2 separate regions of the Ovis aries genome follow, and region 1 is linked to region 2. Evidence: chromatin contacts called from public Hi-C data. All regions are on one chromosome and are shown on one strand. The core of a region is the stretch at or near the end of the contact, and the rest is flanking DNA. Distances in the headings are between cores, read along the strand shown. Region 1 overlaps CAMSAP2 (calmodulin regulated spectrin associated protein family member 2). Region 2 holds the start of KIF14 (kinesin family member 14).

Region 1 (7,266 bases), core at 4,401-6,900, 100 kb before region 2:
AACAGTATTATAATTATTGCATGTTCATTTTACATACCAGTACGGGTTCTGGGGAATTCAAGGATTTAGAAATAATCCCTACGCCCAAGGACCTAATAATCTACAAATGGTCTAGGCAGATCAAGTTTGTCAATTCGGAAACTGGAGACAACGGTTTAAGCAACAAACGACCCAGCACAAAATGAGAGAGACCAAGTGTATGCTTCAAGTTCAAAGCAGTAGGCACCACGGCAGGCTGACCCAACTGCATCCAGAAAAACAGGAGGGGAAGAGCAAGCAGAAACTGCAGTCAGAGAGGGTAAAGAGGGTCTCTAAACAGGAGGGGGAAGAGGAAGACAGAAGACCCAACAACTCAGGCAGAGAAAGGGTTCCCGTAGGAGGACAGAAATGGTATGGACCCAACAGAAGCAGAAGATATTAAGAAGAGGTGGCAAGAATACATAGAAGAAAAGATCTTCACAACCCACATAATCCTGATGGTATGATCACTCACCTATAGCTAGACTTCCTGGAATGTGAAGTCAAGTAGATCTTAGGAAGCATCACTACGAACAAAGCTAGTGGAGGTGATGGAATTCCAGTTGAGCTATTTCAAATGCTGAAAGATGATGCTGTGAAAGTGCTGCACTCAATATGCTAACAAATGTGGAAAACTCAGAAGTGGCCACGGGACTGGAAAAGGTCAGTTTTCACTCCAATCCCAAAGAAAGGCAATGCCAAAGAATGCTCAAACTACCGCACAATTGCACTCATCTCACATGCTAGTAAAGTAATGCTCAAAATTCTCCAAGCCAGGCTTCAACAGTATATGAACCGTGAACTTCCAGATGTTCAAGCTGGTTTTAGAAAAGGCAGAGGAACCAGAAATCAAATCGCCAAAAACCGCTGGATAATGGAAAAAGCAAGAGAGTTCCAGAAAAACATCTATTTCTGCTTTAATGACTATTGCAAAGCCTCTGACTGTGTGGATCATAAAAAACTGTGGAAAATTCTTCAAGAGATGGGAATACCAGACCACCTGACCTGCCTCTTGAGAAACCTGTATGCAGGTCAGGAAGCAACAGTTAGAACTGGACATGGGACAACAGACTGGTTCCAAATAGGAAAAGGAGTACATCAAGGCTGTATATTGTCACCCTGTTTATTTAACTTATATTCAGAGTACGTCATGAGAAACGCTGGGCTGGAAGAAGCACAAGCTGGAATCAAGATTGCTGGGAGAAATATCAATAACCTCAGATATGCAGATGACACCACCCTTATGGCAGAAAAAGCCTAAAGAGCCTCTTGATGAAAGTGAAAGAGGAGTGGAAAAGTTGGCTTAAAGCTCAACATTCAGAAAACGAAGATCATGGCATCCGGTCCCATCACTTCATGTGAAATAGATGGGGAAACAGTGGAAACAGTGTCAGACTTTATTTTGGGGGGCTCCAAAATCACTGCAGATGGTGATTGCAGCCATGAAATCAAAAGACACTTACTCCTTGGAAGAAAAGTTATGACCAACCTAGATGCTGCTGCTGCTAAATCACTTCAGTCGTGTCCAACGCTGTGCGACCCCATAGACGGCAGCCCACCAGGCTCCCCTGCCCCTGGGATTCTCCAGGCAAGAACACTGGAGTGGGTTGCCATTTCCTTCTCCAATGCATATTAAAAAGCAGAGACATTACTTTGCCAACAAAGGTCCATCTAGTCAAAGCTACAGTTTTTCCAGTAGTCATGTATAGATGTGAGAGCTGGACTATAGAGAAAGCTGAGTGCCAAAGAACTGATGCTTTTCAACTGTGGTGTTGGAGAAGACTCTTGAGACTTGGACTTCTTGAGACTTCTTGGACTTGCAGTCCCTTGGACTGCAAGGAGATCCAACCAGTCCATCCTAAAGGATATCAGCCTTGAATATTCACTGGAAGGACTGATGCTGAAGCTGAAACTCCAATACTTTGGCCACCTGATGCGAAGAGCTGAGTCACTGGAAAAGACGGTGATGCTGGGAAAAACTGAAGGCGGGAGGAGAAGGGGATGACAGAGGATGAGATGGTTGGATGGCATCACCGACTAGATGGACATGAGCCTGAGTGAACTCCGGGAGTTGGTGATGGACAGGGAGGCCTGGCATGCTGCAGTCTATGGGGTTGCAAAGAGTTAGCCACGACTGAGTGACTGATCTGAACTGAAGGATCTGCCGACAGTTTTATAGGAGGAAAGTGACCCATTATGACTGATGCCTGGGGACAGTTAATCTAGTATTCAGTACTGACGGTGAGGCTGCAGAGACCAGGAAATGACACGGGAAGGAGGCAGGGCAGCGATGCCAACAGGAAGGGAAGGACAGGGACAACCCTGAGGGCCCAGGCACAAAGCAGCGAGAAGGGGCCAGACGGTGCCCAGAGGTGATCAAGGCAAGAGGCATGCCACCAACAGAGGGAGGGAGACCAAGGAAGCATCTGCTGCAGAAGCAGGACTGCGACTTTAGCTCCAGACACGCTGAGCCTGGAACAGCAGCAGAAACCCCCAAGCGGAGATGTGCGGAAGGCAACTGGGGATGCTGGACCGTGGAAAGAGGTCAGGAGTAGCTGGACCAATTTGGGATTTTGGAGACATCTAAAAATATCCTCATTTAATAATTGAAAATTCTTCCCTTCCTTCAGAGCCGCATTAACCAGCTGTGAGCCAGCCTTAAACCTGACAGACTCCGCAGGGTGACGGCAAGCTTTGTCATAAACCACAGAATGCAGGGTCAGTGTCCATTTAGATGCCTGCATCCCAGGAACCAAACGGAAGCTACCAGTAGAACAAATTTAAAAGTGAAATCATTTTAAGTGAATGATTTTAAGATGATTATAAAATGTATACATATAGACTTTTTTCCTGCAACAATGAAAAGTGAACATCACAGGTGACTTGGTACCCAAACGCCAGTTGTACAAACTGACTGTTTGTCATCAGCCTACAAACTTTCCACCACACTGTACATCCAATCACATCTACACACTGCGTTCACATCCTTCCCCACCCATGAGCTTTATCACAACTTGGTAAAACTGTCAAACCAGACAATATACACATAAATATTAGGACTGTGTTAATAACAACAGAATGGGAACGATTAGAGATCTCTTCAAGAAAATTAGGGATACCAAGGGAACATTTCATACAAAGATGGGCTCAATAAAGGACAGAAATGGTAGGGACCTAACAGAAGCAGAAGATATTAAGAAGAGGTGGCAAGAATACACAGAAGAACTGTACAAAAAAGATCTTCATGACCCGGATAATCATGATGGTGTGATCACTCATCTAGAGCCAGACATCCTGGAAAGTGAAGTCAAGTGGGCCTTAGAAAGCATCACTATGAACAAAGCTAGTCGAGGTGACGGAATTCCAGTTGAGCTGTTTCAAATCCTGAAAGATGATGCTGTGAAAGTGCTGCATTCAACATGCCAGCACATTTGGAAAACTCAGCAGTGGCCACAGGACTGGAAAAGGCCAGTTTTCATTCCAATCCCAAAGAAACGCAATGCCAAAGAAAGCTCAAACTACTGCACAATTGCACTCATCTCAGATGCTAGTAAAGTAATGCTCAAAATTCTCTAAGCCAGGCTTCAGCAATATGTGAACTGTGCACTTCCAGATGTTCAAGCTGGATTTAGAAAAGGCAGAGGAACCAGAGATCCAATTGCCAACATCCACGGGATCATGGAAAAAGCAAGAGAGTTCCAGAAAAACATCTATTTCTGCTTGATTGACTATGCCAAAGCCTTTGAAGGTGTGGATCAGAATAAACTGTGGAAAATTCTTCAAGAGATGGGAATACCAGACCACCTGACCTGCCTCTTGAGAAACCTGTATGCAGGTCAGGAAGCAAAAGTTAGAACTGGACATGGAACAACAGACTGGTTCCAAATAGGAAAAGGAGTATGTCAAGGCTATATATTGTCACCCTGCTTATTTAACGTCTATGCAGAGTACATCATGAGAAACGCTGGGCTAGAAGAAACACAAGCTGGAATCAAGATTGCCGGGAGAAATATCAATAACCTCAGATATGCAGATGACACCACCCTTATGGCAGAAAGTGAAGAGGAACTAAAAAGCCTCTTGATGAACATGAAGGAGGAGAGTGAAAAAGTTGGCTTAAAGCTCAACATTCAGAAAAAAAGATCATGGCATCCGGTCCCATCACTTCATGGCAAATAGATGGGAAACAGTGGAAACAGTGTCAGACTTTATTGTTTAGGGCTCCAAAATCACTGCAGATGGTTGACTGCAGCCATGAAATTAAAAGACGCTTAGTCCTTGGAAGGAAAGTTATGACCAACCTAGACAGCATATTCAAAAGCAGAGACATTACTTTGCCAACAAAGGTCCATCTAGCCAAGGCTATGTTTTTTCCAGTGGTCATGTATGGATGTGAGAGTTGGACTGTGAAGAAAGCTGAGCGCCGAAGAATTGATGCTTTTGAACTGTGGTGTTGGAGAAGACTCTTGAGAGTCCCTTGGACTGCAAGGAGATCCAACCAGTCCATTCTGGAAGAGATCAGTTCTGGGTGTTCATTGGAAGGAGTGATGCTAAAGCTGAAACTCCAGTACTCTGGCCACCTCATGAGAAGAGTTGACTCACTGGAAAAGACCCTGATGCTGGGAGGGATTGGGGGCAGGAGGAGAAGGGGACAACAGAGGATGAGATGGCTGGATGGCATCACTGACTCGATGGACATGAGTCTGAGTGAACTCCGGGAGTTGGTGATGGACAGGGCGGCCTGGCGCGCTGCGATTCATGGGGTCGCAAAGAGTCGGACACGACTGAGCGACTGAACTGAACTGAACTGAACTGATGTTCACTAAGGGCTTTTCTGTGCAAGCAGTGTGCACGAATATTCTCTTGTCCCTGTTCTACATATAAGGAACTCAAGACAGGTATTGTGCCAAAGGTACACAGCTGATAAATACAGAGTCTTAACTCTAAACCATGTAGCTAAACAGATTCAAAAATAACAATGGTCTGCCAGGATCACAAAACTGGAAGGTGGAAGAGGACAGCTTAGGGGCTATTTTCATTGCGCTGTGATGTACCCACAAGTCTAAGTTATGAAAGTGTAAGTTTCAAAAAATTTCAATGCAAGGAAAAGGGAAAGGAGCCATAGCAAGTCTCAGAATGTTTTAAGAATATGACAAAAACAGATCATTCCATCCTTAAAGAATGCAAAACTGCGTACTGAGCATCGTAAAGCAGGTCCCTTTTAGGAACAAGACTTCAAGAACTGCACATGCTGAAGCGACAATGTCAAGAATGCCTATCATTTCGCAAACAGCACAAAACTGCCGCTCTTCGAAACCACAGTCTGGAGCTGCACCACTTTTTAGGTCAAATGAACTGGAACTGCATATCAGAAAATCAACAGGCAAAACCAAAGGTCAGAACTTCCACCCTCCCCCTCATCTCCAGAGCACAAGAAGATAAGACATTAACACTTGAGAAAACTGAAACTCCACTCCCAGAATTGCAACGGAGAAGAGACAAGTTTTTCTCGTGTACCAGGACTGAAGCGAGAACCTACCACGCTCCTGTTACTATAAATAAACCCTGGCTAGAGCAAAGCTTTGAAACTCACAACCACCTGAGAGGCTCAGGCACGGGCAGAGAGCACAGCAACAGTCTTGCTCAGGGGCCTTCCCCACAGAGCTGAGTCAGCACCAGTAACGGTATGAGGGGAGTGCATTTCAGAAATGTCACTACTCAGCCAGGGGAATGCTGCCTTAATTTCCGAATCTAAAAACTGTGTCTAAGACAATTACTAAGACAGAATCTGTGAGTATCAAAAACTCCAAGTGAAAGTAAAGCCTAGAGCTTGAACTCTACATCAACCAAAGGACACAAAAATGATCAGTAACCTTAAAGAAAAAAAATCCTAGTACCAGGAATCAAAGATTAAGTTACAAAGAGTCTGCCTGTCAAAATGACGGACAGTTCCTAAACCCACTGTTGACAAGGAGGGACTCACCCAGGCCCAGGCCTCTTATTCCCACGACTCACAGCGCAGCAGCTCCGTGCCCAGTGCACGCAACGGGCATCTGATGGTTGGAAACGTTACTGTGTAAAATTTTAGTCATTGGCCTTGTTCTAAAGATATGCACAGATTTCAAATTTCCCCTCAAGTCCCAGATTCTGCACTAGCAACCCCAATCTACTCCTCCTCTCTGCTTTGAAAGCCCTGAGAATTCCCCCTGGGCCACCTGACTTCTACAGCAGCATTCCCTCTCAAAACCTGAGTGGTTTTCAGTTAGCCTAATTCACCAGCAGCGGGAAGCTGCATGGCAGAGTGCTGCCATGCTGGCGCTCTGGAGCCCTGTCTTACTTGATGGGGGTCCCTGAGTGCAGTCATCCTCTCCCCGAGTTCAGGCCGTCCCCCGCTGCCCACGTGTGTCAGGCGTCTGCCTCCCCGGCTCTGGACCTCACCCTCTGCCCCTCCGGGCCGGCCAGTGCGCCACAGACACTGAGTCTCTGGGCTCCACAAGGCCCAGTCAGCCCTCACCCTCCCACGGGAGCTGTGAGCCATCATCCCCAGACCCCTCTTCCCATCGGTCATCCTGTTCTCATGACTGCTGTCCCATGATACCCGGGTCTGCTATTCCCTCCTCACCACAGCCTCCAGGAGAGCGGGCCCTTTCCCATCCTCGGCATCAGCACCCAGAAGGGCGCCCGGAGCACAGCACGGGCAGGGGCTCCCCGTCCCTCCACGCTGCACCCCAGGGGTTAAGTCCCCACCCCACCCCTCCCGCTGCCCTGAGAGACACAAGGGCCTCTTCCGAGCTGCAGATCCTCACCAGCCTCCAGGACGCTGGGGAACCTCAACCCCAAGCCCAGAGCCAGGTTCCTGGGCGGCAGGGGCAGTAACGCACAGGGTGAGGGGAAGGTGAGGGCGAGTTCCGTGCAGCCGGCCTCCGATAGGAAGAGTCAGCGTGAGCACACGGCAACTGCCACGCGCCTCTGACGGCGACAGAGCACCTGAGCCGCAGGTCACGTCTGCTGAGCCCCAGCAGCTGCCAGAGCGCACCTCCATTCTGGTCTCCAAGACCCTCCCACGAAAGCAACCAGGACTCCTCAAGAAGTGGCTGCTTCCTCCCGAGCTGGACCAGCAAAGCACACGCTCAGCTAAGAACCCGTGCATGCGCGTGCCAGGAAGTGTCAGAGCCAACAGGGGGCCGTGTCAGCTCGCAGGACTCCACTGGAAGGAGACTCCAATCAGCCAAACCTAAGACAATCTGA
Region 2 (7,146 bases), core at 298-2,797:
TAGTCAAGGCTATGGTTTTTCCAGTAGTCATGTATGGATGTGAGAGTTGGACTATGAGGAAAGCTGAGTGCCAAAGAATTGATGCTTTTGAACTGTGGTGTTGGAGAAGACTCTTGAGAGTCCCTTGGACTGCAAGAAGATCCAATTAGTCCATTCTAAAGGGGATCAGTCCTGGGTGTTCATTGGAAGGACTGATGCTGAAGCTGAAACTCCAATACTTTGGCCAGATGTGAAGAACAGACTCATTGGAAAAGACCCTGATGCTGGGAAAGATTGAAGGCAGGAGGAGAATGGGATGACAGAGGATGAGATTGTTGGATGGCATCACCCACTCAATGGACATGAGTTTGAGCAAGCTCCAGGATTTGGCAATGGACAGGGAGGCCTGGCATGTTGTGGTTCATGGGGTCACAAAGAGTTGGACATGACTGAGCAACTGAACTGAACTGAACTATCCGTTTCTACTTATAAACTTTTTTTACTTGTTATGTTGAAAGGTATCTTTATATCTTCTGTCATATTTAATGTATTTTTGTAGTTTACTACATTTTATTTTCACTATTGTGAACTATGTATGAGTTTAGAATTTTTATGTATTTGTGTTTGTTGGTCTTCTCCTTTGCCATAGCTTCTTTTGCTCTCTAGACTTGATTATTTTCCCATAGACCTGATAAATACTACATTCTTTTTTTCTGATGGTTGCTCTATAACTTAATTTCAATAAATTTTAGAATGATTTTTAGAGAGAGTTTTAGAACGAGCATTTTATTATACATTCAATTTTTCTATGCATTCAGAGTCCCTTCTAATTTCTCTTTCTATCCCGCTGAATCCAATTTCTTTACCTGCACTTTTCGCTATTTAAGAAAGTTACTTTAAAATATCTTTTCGACTAGAGCTCGTCTCGTTCATCTGGTTAGTTTTCAGCAAGTATACTTATCTTTTCGTGCTTCAAAACCTTATTAGGATTTTTCTAGAAACCGAGTTGTATCTCACGGGGTGGGCTTGTAATTCTAGTTGCACCGCCAGCTAGCTGTCTAATTTTTCACAAGTTTAATTGTAAACTTCAGCCCCTCATTGGTAACCTGGGGGATCATGTTAATATTTACCTGGTAAGGTACTCAGGATTAAATGAAAAACTTCCATCTAAGACATTCAGCGCACTTCCTATCACTAGGCTTTGCACTCGAAATCCTAGAAAACCGTGAATGGCTGTGGCTACCGAGGGGGCACGCAGTTATTTCTGCACAGAGAGGTCCGGGGGCGACGCGGACGGATGGTGCTCATTTTGCTCCGGGGCTGGACAAGGGCATCAACGTTCGCGTCCTCCGCCAAGCACCCCGAGCGCGCCCCCGCCGCTCGAAGTCCGCGCCCCCGCCCCCTCGAGCGCGCCCCCAGCCCGCAGTCCGCGCCCCGGCCGCCCGCGTCCCTGCGCGGCGCGCCCAACCCAGGGGGCGGGGCCGTTGCCTAGGAGATGCGCGCGCGTTTCCGGGAAGACGTGCGTGCGCGGCGCCCGGCAGCCAATCAGAGGGCGGGGCGCGTATTCAAACCGCGGGGCGGCAGCGGAGGCGTGAGCGGCGCGAGGAGGCCAGGAGCCTGCGAGGTGGGGGCTGTGGTCCGGGCGCGGCGCGTCGGTGCGGGCGAGGGTGGGGTGGGTGGACAGCTCGGGAGTCCGGGAGGGCCGGGGGTCCCCGGGGCCGGGTGCGAGGGTCTCCAAGGGGGGCGGGCCGGGGTTCTCCCGGGAGGGCCAGGGGCGGGATCGGGCCGCGCCCTCCCCGCCGCGGACCCCTCGGAGGGCGTCTTCCGGGCGCGTGGCCGCCGGGCGGCGGGGTGGCCGCTGAGAGCCCACCCCGGGGTCTGGGCACCCCTTCCCTCCAGTGTCCCGGGGCGTACCCCCGCCCCTCCTCAGACCCCGAGCTTCGTGCTCCTTGTAAATAGCAGCCGGTTTTCAGCTGCGGGTCAAGTCCTCGGTTTCTTCTTGTTTCTGTATTTACTTCCGTATCAGGAAATCTTTAACTAAAAGATTGCCTGCTTTTAGTTAGAAGGTGATGGGAGATGCTTCGATCCTGGCATGATTGTTAGTGATTTAGAACTTGCACAGGTTACTTAAAAATGAACCTCTGTTGTTTTGTACCTCCAGAGTCATGATCTCTGGGGTTGATTTTAAAAATACGACGGTTAGTTGCTGTATTAGCAGGACGAGTCTCTGTGGGAGCAGTAGAGAGCTGCAACTCACGGCGAGCTTCAAGTGGGGACCAGCCCCAGGAGAGGGGCAGCTGGTTCCGCCTCCCAGATTGTGTGCGCTCAGGGGGACCGCGCCGCCAGTCTCCTGAACGTTTTGTTTCATTGAAGAATCCTATATGGTAGGATCCTATATGGTCCTATATGGTAGCCTGTTATGTGTGCAGTAGTATTATGTCTAAAGAACAATGTATATGCCTTCATTTAGAATACTTGGTTGGTAAAAACGGTAACCATCATCAGAACCTTCAGGAGTCCTCCTACTAACATCAATTCCACTGGCCACAGATCGCCTTGACCAGTAGCATCTAATGGAAATGTTTAAAGTGTGGGAATTTCCAGAGCTGGGACGCAGACCTGAAGAGAGCAGATGCTCACTTGGGAAAATGGCACTGACTTGTTGACACATGGTTGCTACAAACATTCAGTTTGTAACAAAAATGCAGAAGGGGCAACAAAGCGAAGCCCCTAAGCCAGATGAGGCCTGCCTGTGTGGAGAAAAGGAGGGAATTCAATGACAGCGGGTCAGAGGAGAGGGACAGCCTGGGTGGTGATGGCCTCCTAGTGGCTGAGCTGCTAGTTTTTCATTGACTGGGCCGTTGCTGGGTGAGGATGAAACCTTTTCTTCCTCTTTGCCCTGGGATGTGAAGTAGCTTCTTCCTGTAGAGTCTGTGAATATAGCAAGGGATAAAACATGAGAGCTCCTGTTCAGATACCCTGCACTCCCACCCCTCACTCTGTTTTAAATGAGGGTTCCTTTCTTTGCCTTCACAATGAAATAGTTTCATCAGATGTCATTTTGCAAGTTAGAATCAGACATGCAAATTTAAAGACTTGTTCACGTCAGTATAACCAGTTGGATGCAGCGTTGACGGGAAGTCAGACCTCAGCTGTGTCTGCTGTTCTCTTTTCTTCTAAACATGACTGCTGCTGCTGCTGCTGCTAAGTCGCTCAGTCGTGTCCCACTCTCTGCGACCCCATGGACTGCAGCCTACCAGGCTCCTCCGCCCATGGGGTTTTCCAGGCAAGAGTACTGGAGTGGGGTGCCGCTGCCTTCTCCGTGACTACTGGATAGATATTGTTGACACGTATTTGCTTACATTCCTGTCAACTTTGTTGTCTGACTGCTAGAGGGCAGGCTGAATACTTAACTGATCTTGCATAAGTTTTCTCAACACAAGCGATTACTTTACAGTGCTTGTATTTATTGTCTCTGGTACTTATTTGGGTATGAGCTGCCTTGTGACACCTCTCTGGCTCATCTCCCCGAGGCGTTCTTGCATGTCGAGTGCATTCAGCACCTGCAGAAATGCTTTACTCCGGTCTTTAACTTTGGTGCTGGGGTGTCTGTTAGTCCCCCTCGCTGCCCCCCAAACTGGGGGCACTTAAAAAAATCTCTGCTGACATGTTCTCTTTTCTAGCATTTATTCATTTTAACCATTTTTAAATGTACATGTACATCCTTAAATACATGGTCATCACTGCCATCTACCCCGTAACTCTAGTTATCTGGTCAGTCTGAAATTCTGCATCTATTAAATAATAACTCTCCGTGCTCCCTTCCCTAGCCACCACCATTATACTTTCTGCTGCTGATTTTAACTACTATAAGTACTTGATATAAGTGGTATCATATATTATTCGTCTTTTGGGGACTGGTTTATTTCACTTAATATAATGTCCTCAAGGTTCACCAATATTGTAGCATATTGCAGAATTCCTTTCCTTTTGAAGGCTGAATAATTTTCCATTGTATGGATATACCACATTTTGGTAGGCCGTTCATCGGTCAGTGGACATTCGAGTTGCTTCCCCACTTTCTCTGTTATGAATGATGCTGCTGTGAACACGGGTAGGCCGATATCCCTTCATTTGAGACCCTGCTCTCAATCCTTTCTGGTGTATACCCGGAGGTGGAATTGCTAGATCATATGCTAATTTGGTGGCACTAGTGAAGAACCTGCCTGCCAACGCAGGAGACGTAAGAGGGGTGGACTCGATCCCTGGCTCGGGAAGATCCCCTGGAAGACGGCATGGCAACCCTCTCCGGTCAGTATTCTTGCCTGGACAATCCCACAGACAGCGGAGTCTGGTGGACGATAGTCCCTGGGGTCGCAAAGAGTCGGACACAACTGAAGCGACTTAGTATATGCTAATTTTAATTTTTTGAGGCCATCCCTTCTGTTTTTCACAGTGGTTGTACCATTTTACATTCCCAGCAACAGTCTACGAGCTTACCCGTTTCTCCATGTTCTGGTCCATACTTGTTTTCTGCTTTTTTTTTTTTTTTTGATAGTTTCTTTAATGGGTATGGTGTGGCATCTCATTATAGTTTGACTTGCTCTTCCCTGATGAGCATCATTTCATGTGCTCATTGACTATTCTTATATCTTCTTTGACATGTGCTTTTTACATCTTTTTAAGTCACCTGGCACATTTGACCTGATGCCGTCTTTATCTGTGCATTCTCTCTAGACTAAGGAAATGAAAGCAGAGTTTTGTCTTTGAAATTCATAGTATCCACCAGAGGGCCTGGCACCTCATGGGATCTTAGCACATGTTTGTTGAGCAATGACTGTATGGTCTTTGAGGTCAGAGATTTGTCCGAAGCTGCCTGGGAACGATATCTCAGTGGAGATCATGACCTAATATATGCCCCTGAGAAGTCACTTTCCCATGGAAGGTCCTTGTGTTTTTAAAGCCTGTTTGTAATCTGCGCAGTTTAAATTTTATTTATTTTATTTTAGCAGATAATTTTGGAAACTGTTGCATAAGAAATGGCCGGAAGTCAAATGAATGTCTAAAGATAGAGCTTAGCATTTCTTCAGCAACATTCTTCTTAAAAATAACCTTCTGCCACCATGTCAGCCTCCACCGCACACAGCAGAAACGACAGAGATCTCCTTGGTATTCCTTCCACAAAGACGTCATCCCTGAGTGTCCTCCCCCAGGGCAGCAAGCTGAAGCTGCATCCGAGGTCAGACTCGTCAGAGTGTGAAAATGATGATCCGTTACTGAGATCTGCAAGTAAAGTCAGAGACATCAACAGCACTTACGTTATTTCTGCCTGTAAGAAAACAGAAGACACACGCCTCCTTCCTAACCCTGTGGGGAGGTTGACACTTCAGAGGAGAGCGACCAGGAGCAAGGAACCCTCTTTGCTTGGTCGTGAGTCGGGAGACGCCGGTGCGAAAACGGCAGAAACACGCCTTGCATTACAGCGTCGGACTAAGACAGATTACATGGGAAAGTGGAAAGGAATGCAGGACGTGGGCGGCAGGACAGAAAATAGTCGGCCTTCACCAGAAACTGGTATAAGTGTAAAAGCTGTAAGCAGTGATAAAGACTTGCCTGTTGCACCTTCTGTGCCTTTAACTCCAGACCCCAAAGACCCTGAAATGAAGGCTGATGGAAAATGCGCAGCGACGCGTTCTGCCCTCAGTGGGGTGGGTGAGAACGTTGCCCTTAAGTCCCTACGTGAGCGAGCACCCGCCGGTTCCCAGAGTCAGACTGAAGCTGTTCGCACACCGTGCGTGGCAGTTAGGCCCACTGAGAGCAGGTTGGAGACCAGAGAGTCAGGAGCAGGGGCCTCGCATCACAGGGGTGCTGAGAAGGAAGCCACGAAACTTCCACGTAGATTTGAAAGCTTAGAGAAAAGGACACCCTTCAAGTGTATTTCAGAGCTCAGGTCGACACCTAGGCGTGGCGTCCTGCAGCCTCCGAGCCCCGCTGCCTTGGTTCTGAGAAGCAAGAGGCCCACCCTGCAAGTTAAACAGACGCCCCAGAGCTCTCTTCTTGCAAGTCAGAGGGAAAGGTCACGGGAAAATACATTCCTTCTTGAGGAAGAAGCCGCACTTCAGAAAACCTCTGCAGAAACAGGGCCCCTGAAGGTGGAGAGCAGCCAAGTGACAGTGGCGGTCAGAGTCAGGCCTTTCAGCAGCCGGTACGTGACCCGCTTTTTATCCGAGGCCAACCTGCTCTGCGTGTTGGTGCGTGTTCATGCTGGCTGGCACTGCCTTTTTATAGATGGAACTTCCCGGTTCGGTGGTAGTATGTGGATATTTTCGATGATTGGCTGTAAAACAAAAAAATCAAAACCACCATATTTTGCAAATGGAAGTTTCTCCAGATATATCTGTTTTAAACGTCTGACTGACGTCAGTCCCTAAGGCAGAGCCTGCTTTCAAATCTGTCATAGATGGTGGTGTCTTCTACCTTTTCCCTTAAAAAGAGCAACAGCTGGTTGCTCGTTCCCCAAACAGGTCCTTCCAAAACCCTTTCCAGGGTGGTGGTTACCGCCGTATCATCTATGACGTGTGGTTGTACACACACTGATCTGTGAGGTTTGACTTTGACCGCAAAAAATCTCCCCATGAGTGCCTGTGGGCGAGAACGGACAGACTCGCCTGGTGTGACCGTAGCATCTGATTATCTTTAAATGCTTTGAGGACAACTGTGAAGACTTCACAGAGTCAGTAGTTTTTTTTTAAGTCTGTTTGGATCTAAGTGAGTTGGAGGAGGGTATGGTGACCCTGCGGCTTCCCAGGTGGCTCAGCAGTGAAGAATCCACGTGCCAACGCAGGACATGCAGGAGACACAGTTTCGATCCCTAGATCGGGAAGGTCCCCTGGAGCGGGGCAAGGCAACCCACTCCAGTATTCTTGCCTGGAGAATCCCATGGACGGAGGGGCCTGGCAGCTGCAGCGAAGAGTCCAGTGTGACTGAACCGACGCTTTACACATGCGTGATGACTGCAGTGTGGGCAGGCCCCTGGCCTGAACCTGCGTGGCCAGCAGTTGGGGCGGATTCCATAGGGCGTTGAGCCTTTTAGTGAGAATGTGGGTGAGTGATGAGGGGAGAGAACTCAGGGAGAGCCTCAGGACTGCTCAGGGCAGAGAAGCAGTG

The links. Hi-C and Micro-C count contacts between places; a contact is called where the count stands out from the background.
Region 1: a contact with region 2 is called in a Hi-C map of liver, with 1.9 times the contacts expected there. The contact joins the enhancer-like site here to the promoter of KIF14 in region 2. A contact is called at or near these places in 3 of 16 Hi-C or Micro-C datasets (liver, skin fibroblasts and tail adipose tissue).

Annotation. Positions count from the first base shown.
Region 1 is chr12:78,794,490-78,801,755 of ARS-UI_Ramb_v3.0, reverse strand. The region is part of intron 1 of CAMSAP2 (calmodulin regulated spectrin associated protein family member 2); the gene reads right to left. Among named protein-coding and RNA genes, the nearest start is that of CAMSAP2, 17 kb to the right of the region's middle. Within about 2 kb of position 5,650, at least 3 of the 54 cell types and tissues checked have an H3K27ac peak or open chromatin away from gene starts, as enhancers often do. A contact at or near this core is called in liver, where this site is marked.
Region 2 is chr12:78,687,842-78,694,987 of ARS-UI_Ramb_v3.0, reverse strand. KIF14 (kinesin family member 14) reads left to right here and starts at 1,547. Exons shown (of 30, transcript XM_042229316.1): 1 at 1,547-1,603; 2 at 4,989-6,184. The coding sequence starts at 5,103.